3 separate regions of the Hordeum vulgare genome follow, and all the other regions are linked to region 3. The links are chromatin contacts, called in public Hi-C maps. All regions are on one chromosome and are shown on one strand. The core of a region is the stretch at or near the end of the contact, and the rest is flanking DNA. Distances in the headings are between cores, read along the strand shown. Region 1 has its middle 410 kb from the start of LOC123430153. Region 2 has its middle 7.8 kb from the start of LOC123430152. Region 3 has its middle 250 kb from the start of LOC123430152.

The links. A called contact is a pair of places that touch in the nucleus more often than the background predicts.
Region 1: a contact with region 3 is called in a Hi-C map of leaf, with 2.4 times the contacts expected there. The contact joins two enhancer-like sites. A contact is called at or near these places in 3 of 6 Hi-C or Micro-C datasets (leaf and seedling).
Region 2: a Hi-C map of leaf shows a contact between it and region 3, with 8 times the contacts expected there. The contact joins two enhancer-like sites. A contact is called at or near these places in 2 of 6 Hi-C or Micro-C datasets (both in leaf).

The regions. Positions count from the first base shown.
Region 1 is chr2H:396,463,336-396,466,069 of MorexV3_pseudomolecules_assembly, forward strand. No RefSeq gene overlaps it. Among protein-coding and RNA genes, the nearest start is that of LOC123430153, 410 kb to the right of the region's middle. Within about 2 kb of position 1,301, at least 2 of the 3 cell types and tissues checked have open chromatin away from gene starts, as enhancers often do. A contact at or near this core is called in leaf, where this site is marked.
Region 2 is chr2H:395,801,105-395,803,804 of MorexV3_pseudomolecules_assembly, forward strand. No RefSeq gene overlaps it. Among protein-coding and RNA genes, the nearest start is that of LOC123430152, 7.8 kb to the right of the region's middle. Within about 2 kb of position 1,342, at least 3 of the 3 cell types and tissues checked have open chromatin away from gene starts, as enhancers often do. A contact at or near this core is called in leaf, where this site is marked.
Region 3 is chr2H:396,058,696-396,061,395 of MorexV3_pseudomolecules_assembly, forward strand. No RefSeq gene overlaps it. Among protein-coding and RNA genes, the nearest start is that of LOC123430152, 250 kb to the left of the region's middle. Within about 2 kb of position 1,321, at least 2 of the 3 cell types and tissues checked have open chromatin away from gene starts, as enhancers often do. A contact at or near this core is called in leaf, where this site is marked.

The DNA of each region.
Region 1 (2,734 bases), core at 51-2,550, 400 kb after region 3:
TCAGCATGTTTGCTAGTCGCAAGAGCATGATACTACCTAAGTTACTCCCACTATGGCCATCCTTAGGCTGCCCGTAATGGTAGTATCATAGGTAGTATCATGCATGCCAACTAGGCAATTTCGATGAGGTGGCGTAGAATTAAATAAAGAAAGAGAGGGTTGAGTATCATATCATGATACGGTATAATATTAAATGATCTGTTACTATGTGTCTTGCATGATAATAAATAAACTATCCTATGATACTAATATATGATACTATGGTATAATATTAAATGATGTGTTACTATGTGTCTTGCATGATAATAAATAAACTACCCTATGATACTAATATATGATACTATGCATTACGGATATGATATGATATACTAGTATCATATGCATGATACTTGTATATGATACTACCCATTACAACCTGCCTTACTGGTGGTGTGCCAAATCATCCCATACCATTACTACTTCTAATGTTAATGACGTGGTCACTATAATGAGAGTACCAATGAGGTGCACATTCATTCACACGCCGGCACTAAAAATTTCACAAAACGAAAATACATACATCCAAATACATTCATATGTACATCAAATACATACATACGTTTCATCTGTATGTCAAAATCTATACATTCCGTTCATACATCCAATAGATCGTATAGTCCCATAAATCAAATACATACATGCGCGGCGTTGGGCGGACCGGCAGGAAGCTGCGGCGAGGGTGCGCTTGGAGGGGAATGGGTGGTGGTCTTCTTCAACAGATCTTGCGAGGTGGCGCCGAACACCCTCTCCAGCGCTGACCGGAGATCGACCATGGGATAATGGCGGATGCCCGTACTCGTCCACGACTTAAACGGTGATGACCATGTCCATTTCAAGATCTAGCCGCGCATCGAAGAGGTGATGGGACCCCACCGAGTCACTGCCTCGCACCACGCCGCCATGCATCGACTGGATCCAAGCCGCCTCACCAGCGCGGATTATAGAGTTTCTTGTGGCCGCGCGAGGTGGTGGGGGTGGGCTTCTTGTGCATGCTGTGGCCGCTAATGGTGATGTGGTGGAATGCTGGTGTAGAGAGATGGGATAACAGGAGAAGAGATCATGGGGGAGGGAAAGAGATGGCGTCGCTCGGGGAGGAGATCGCGAGGATAGAGGAAATCATGGATGTTGTAAAAGACGGAACGAGAGTAACACCAGATAAGGAGAGAGATATATTTCTTTTTGCTACCCATAAAAGGTGTGTGGATGTGCTGATTCTTAGCATTTTTTTCTTTGGGTGATGTGTGGACGTGGTGCCTCCACTTTTTGGTGTGGTCCTAAAAATTGAATTGCTGGCGACTGGCGTGTATAGATACAAGTTATCTATGGCATGTGTGCTAATTTGCACGCCAAAAGTAATTAGTCTAAATTTCAATTATTTTGAAATTGACTGATCCAACTATTAGTGGCATGAAAAAAAATCCAACGCCATCGGTCTGGTTGATAATTATGGCGTGAAATAATTTACACATCACCATCAACTTTCGGTCGGGCAAGCTGTTACATTACATATACCTTTGGCGTGAAAAAAATCCAACGCCACTAATAAGGCTATAGTAGTGGCGTATGAAATATGCTCACACCATCACCATTTGAAAAAAATAACGGTAACGTGGATTAAAAATGGTGCGCCATCAATAAAAGTTATGGCTAGCCATTTCTCCATTAGTGTTTGAATGAGAAAGTGAATGCTCTTATGAATATGGTTGCTAGTAAACATGCTCATGCTGATCTCAATGATATGCCTTTGTCTACCTTCATTGAGGAAAATGATGATGCTATTGATGTGAACTTTATCTGGCAAAACAATTTCAACAATAATATTTATAGATGAAATTTCAACACTCGACCGTACTCTGGTAACTACTCTAATAATTGTGGAAATTATTATGGAATTTTTTCTCCAAATAATAATAGTTTATCCTCTCATTTTTATAACACCATTAAAGAATTCATTAGTTCTTAAAAGATTTTTAATACTATGGTAAAATAAAAGTTGCATAAAGTTGATGATTTGGCTAGGAACATGGATAGAATTGCTCTTGATGTGGAAACTCTTAAAAATAAAAATCTGCTAGCAAATCATGATATCAATGAGTCCATTATATCCATACAAATATCTATTAATGAAAGTAAGGAGAGGATTACAAGGTTGAGACCCAAACAAGAATTCTTAGAAAAGCTTCTTCCACCCGGTTTTTACCGTAATCATGATGAAGATCTTAAAATGATAGGTACTTCTCCCATTCAATCTTTGTTTACTAATCTGAAATTAGATTATAAAGGGACTAGACATGATTCAAATTTACCTAGAAGGCGTACCGTTTGTTCACAGGGTGATGATTCTAATGATAAAAATGAAATATTGGGTTTGGATAGGCCAAAACTTTAAATAGTGATGTGGCCACTATATTGGATTACAAAGACTTTAATTTTGAGAGTTTCTATTTAGTAAAATGTATTTGCTTTCTGCAATCCCTTATTAGCTCACCCAATTCTTATGAACAAAATAATGCTTTTACTGAACACATAGTAGAAGCAATGATAAAAGCTTATGATAAGAAACTTGAGCTAGAACTTTAAATACATACAAAGTTGCATGATGAATGGGAACCTACTATGAAAATTAAGCTCAAAGATTATGAATGAAATGCTTTGTGTGACCTTGGTGCTAGTGTTTCAACAATACCTAAATCTC
Region 2 (2,700 bases), core at 92-2,591, 260 kb before region 3:
CTAGAATGTGGGAAAAAACTTTCAGATTTTTTTATGAAACATATATACTGAAAACAATATCTTCTACTAAAAAAATCTCATTTTGTATATTTATGTCGGACCAAAAAATGTGAAAGTGTTTTCCTACATTGTAGTTAGAATGATTTGTTGTACTTCAAAGTTTGAAGTTCATATGTTGTTTTGTTTTGAAGAAACAAAAAAGAAAAAATTCCATATAGTAAGTTAGTTGTGTAACACAAATCTCAAAGCAAGATTGGAGGATAATGATAAGAGGTGTCCAGAAGCCTATGCTTTCTAAATCCGGGTCCCACATTTTGGAGATATGACGATGACGTGAAAGTTGATGATCAAATTTGGCAAACGTGGTATATTTTGGCGGCCGATCTATGCAAGTAATGTAAGTTATATATGTCTATATAGTCTAGTTTAACTTTGTTTTGCACATGTTCATATGCCAAAAGTTTACTTTGCATTAATATATTCAAGCATTATGAGATTTCTTTCGAATTTGATGGGTAAGTTAGCAAAGGCTTTCACCCAACAGCCAACGCCATAAATATTTTCCTCCTCTAGTGCAACATGGATGGACAAGATCCTCGTCGTTGCAACATCAAGAACCAGAGGCGTTGCTCGCTAGGGAAACGCTTGTGATATTTAGTAAAAGTTACAGGGTGTTTGCTAAAATCGCCATTACTATATTTAACTCTTGGCGCTTGCCTTTTTCATGACGCCCAAACTATTTTGCAAAAGTAATGTCGATATCTGTTATTTCACGTGCGACGCTAACTAACTACTCCCTTTGTAAACTAATATAAAAGAATTAGATTAATGTTTTAAATACTTTTATATTAGTTTAGGAGGAAGCATTTCTCTAAGAGTTTCCTATCAATGGGACCACTGTGACCCAAAGTATATACAGGGGAGAACTAGATGAGGGGGCATCCATGACCATGGAAAAATGCACCCAATTTTCAAAAGATGCATTTTAATCTCGTTTAAAAATGTAAAAAACAACAGAAAATTTCATGCATACATGTTCTTAAACGTGTGTGCACAGTTTTGTGAAGAAATATTGTTTTTTTTGTCTATGCAGAAAACACAAATGTCAATGCTTCTAAATAGCATTTCACGAGACAATCTTTTGTTTTTTCTGCACAGGCTACAAAAAGATATTTTTCCGTGCAACTTTATACGTGTACGTCAAACATGGAGAAGTACCCGTGTAACCTTTTTCATATCTTTTAGCATTTAAAAATATATTTTTAAAAGTGGGTATGTATGTATCTGGATTTATCCATGCACTTCACAGAACTGGATAGCACCTATACAAGGCAGGTCCTATGCGGCGCCTTAACCGTCCGCTAGATAAACCCGCGCCTGCATGCTCCTTCTCGTGGGCCGGCTCATATTAAATGTGTTCATAGAATTAAAAAAAATCAGATTTGCGAAAATAGTTCAATGTCTATAAAAAAAGTTCACCGATTTCCGAAATATGTTTATGTATTTGCAAAAAGTTCGCAGGATTCAAAAAAGAATTTATCGATTTTCAAAAAAAAGTTCATCGGTTTTTAAAAACAGTCACTGAATTTGAAAAAAAGTTTACAAATTTTAAATTATGTTTTCCGATTTTCCAAAAAGCTCATGGATTTAAAAAAAATCAATGACTTTTAAAAAGTTCACCGATTTTTTAAACAAATCATCGATTCCGAAAAAAGTTCATGGGATAAAACACAGACCTGATGTCTAAATGGGCCGGACCATACGGAATGCTGCAGGCGCCGGTTAACAAAATTTGCCTTTAGCTGGCGCCTGTGGCGCTTAATAGGGTTTCTCCGTATACAACACCCAATTGATCTAACTGGTCCTGATGCACGGAAGTCAATGGGCCGGCCTAGCTATGTGTTCGTTTACTCTATGGAGATTGACTGGTGGAGCAGCGACCGTTAATCACATCGAGTTGATCGTTGACTTTTATCTGTATTATAAAAGGCACGAGAATGCACATCCAATTAGGAATATTAATAGTCGGATTAATAATCTAACGATTGTTAAGCATACTTGCTGAAAAACTTGGGCCTTGTATGAAATAAGTCATTGGTTCATTATAGACCAAGTTTCTTCACTCCACATTAAAGTGGATACTTATCCGCCACCCCTTATAGCTATATAAAGAGGAGAGCACCCCATTGTACAGAACACTTATCAATGATGAATAAAGAAAGACTTCCCTCTACTTTTTTGTGTCAATTTTACTTTTTGTATGTACGCGTAATCGACTACGACGCTATTTTCGCTCCGCAACCTTGGACCGGACTCGCCGGCAGGAGTTGTGAAAGACGTTATCAGCACGCATCGCTCCACCAACTTTTCGTCAAGCTCGCATCAAGCCTGCATCGAGAGGGCTTTCGTCGTTCTCGCGGAGGTATGGATCCGAATTTTCTTTGCAAAAAATGGATTCCCATTATCATTGTGATTCCATTTTTGTAATTTTTCAGATTAGTTTTACCTACGATGTATGTTTTTCCCGCGAGATCGCGGCGGACTGGTTGTCGTCCGCCAATGTGAATCGATCTCGAGTCACTACATATAGGAAGATGGTGCTCATGCTCCCGACGAGCACGACACTGCCACGATGCATCAGTTGTGTGCACGTGTCGTCTCGCTGGTCGGCACTTTTCAAAGATATTCTCATCTTCCCGA
Region 3 (2,700 bases), core at 71-2,570:
TGTATGCTTGTTATGTTTGCATCCCTTTAATGGTCCATTCTGCCAATAAAATCCCAAAAAAAACACATCAAACAAGCGATCAATCACATCCTGGTGCAAGCAAATTTAATTCATAATGCTTGTGATTCAAGAGAAGCTCATGGAGCACGTGTCGTTTGGAGCTACCTGTAATTTCCGGGGAGTAAAACGCACCAATCTATAACTATATGAGATGCGTCAAGTTAGTCTTAAAACATAAAAAAATGATGATTCAGGTCCCGAAAGCTTGTATGTTGTTCATCACGGATCGTAAATATGCCAGACCAATTTTTTGCAGAAACGTAGGAAAGTGTTCCAAGGTGTGCTTCAATAATCCACATCCAATCTTTTGAGAATTTAAATTAAGTTTATAAAAACAAAATTACCAAAAGTTGCGCAGATATGAAAATTAATATCATAGTTAGACAGCTGGACAAGCAAAGTACACAAAACAATCTGGATAATCATGAAAGTTCAGACTACGAACAATTGTGGTGCAAAAAATTGGTAAAAAATCCAAGCTTCAAATAGAAAGTGAAAAAAGATCCATGCCCGAGAGTTGTCTTTTCTAGCATATGCTCGTTCAGCAATGTTGTCTTTCCCCCATATGTTCGAACACATTTACTATCAAGACAGTATTTTAAAATGGGATGTGTGTGATCTCTTTTCATCCACACTGTACTTCCTATTTGCCAATAGATAATTCAGTTCCATTTCAGATAAACAAACACAGAACCGCAGGAAGCAAAGTTATTGTGTGTAATATTTGTAGAAATCAGTTGCCTTCAGATAAGCAAAGTAAGCACAGGTAGAACGATAATTGGCTTGCCGTGAAAACATTCATCATCTTCTTGGAACTGTAACTTGGCTTAGTCTTGCCGGCATTCAGTCTCTCCAAGTAGATACACGGAATCTCATCCTTTGATGAACTGATGTTACTACATCTGACTTTTTCCAAGCAGATTGCTTTAGATATCTTCGTCATGGGATGCTGGACCTTTGCTTAGTCTTGCTGGCATTCAATCTCTCCAAATAGATACAGGGGAATCTCATTCTTTGATGAAGTGATATTACTACATCAGACTTTTCCCAAGCAGATTGCTTTACATATCATCACCATGGGATGTTGGAATATTTGGATGCAAAAGGAATGGACAGATTTTAAAAAATGAAGTACCACGAATGGCAAAAAAATGTAGATTATCTCGGTCGGTGGAGTTGGTTAGCTGCAGAATAATTTGCGTGGATGTGAGGAGAGGCCGCCACTAGACCTTCCAATGGCAGTGCGGCCCGGACAGGTACAGCAGTAGTACAGGGCCCTGTAGACGACGTACGTGGTCGCTCCCGTGGGGAGCCACAGAAAGGATGAGGTGGGCCTCGGAAATCGACGGCGCGCGTGCGCAGGCATGTGGCCGGGGGCGACGGCGCATCGCCTCACGTGGCCGCGGCGCTGGCCTTTTTGATTTGAACCGCCCGGTCCCGCGCCTTTGCATTCCCCGACCGGACGGCGACGTCGACCGGTCGTGCGGGTGCCACTTGCGCTCACACCGAGGGGAAAATTGACTATTTATCATTAAATTCGTTGGAATTTGATTATAACTAGAAAGTTGATTTTTTATTGACAAAACATAGCTAGGGACTTGATTGTGAGAGATGATTAGTGCTAGGAAAGAAAAAGAAGATCTCACACACATGTCGTATACAAATACAAGTACGTGCTTGGTGATCATCTCATAGTCATAACTACATGCATCGTTCCATCCCTCCATCCAAACCTAACCGTCGCAACTCATAAGGCAACGCCTCTTCAACCCTAGGCGACGAACTCATCAACCGGTGGACCGACAGCCGGCCAGTCAACGCATCTATAGTTGGGCGAACGTTCGACTAGCCGTTCATAAGTCTTCAACATTGTTTCAACATAGCTACACAACTCAGAGTCTAGCTAGCACTCGAGTATAAGCTGATCTGAAGGCATGGGACAGTGCAATCTTTTGTTTCGCTGCTAGGGTCGTAGCAGGTCAAAACACAAAGAAAAGTAAGATCGTAGTTTGTAGCACGGGTGCATCCATATTTGTTTTTTCCTTTCCTTCTTTCTTTATCAGTTTTTTTCATTTTTATCTCGTTGTGTAGCTATCGATCCGGTACTTGTTTTTTTTGTAGCAATCGATTTATATATGATCTGTATATGGTCCGTGTATGCGTGAGATTTTTTCTATTTTTCCAGCACTAATCATCTCTTACGCTCTAGTCCCTAGTTAATATTTTGTTAATAAAAAATCAACTTTGTAGTTATAATTTAATTGCAACAAACTTAATAACAAATAGTCAATTTTCCCCACAGCGAGAGGGATGTCTGCCCGAGAAGACTAGACGCGCACGGGGGAGGATATCCATCCAAATACAGCTTCTGTTGACAGCTCGCTTAGTTCGCTTACGCTCGCAGAGCCACATACGCGGAAAACCTTCGAGTGGACGATTACTGTTTTGTCCTGTCGGCTCGACACCTGTATGGAATTCTACATAGCTAGAATCTATAGATATTTGTTATTCCCTCCGTAAACTAATATAAAAACATTTAGAACATTATTTTACTAATCTAAACACTCTTATATTAACCAACAGAGGAAGTATTATTCTATTCTACTCCCCTTATAAAAATAAAAAACATGTTCTGACACT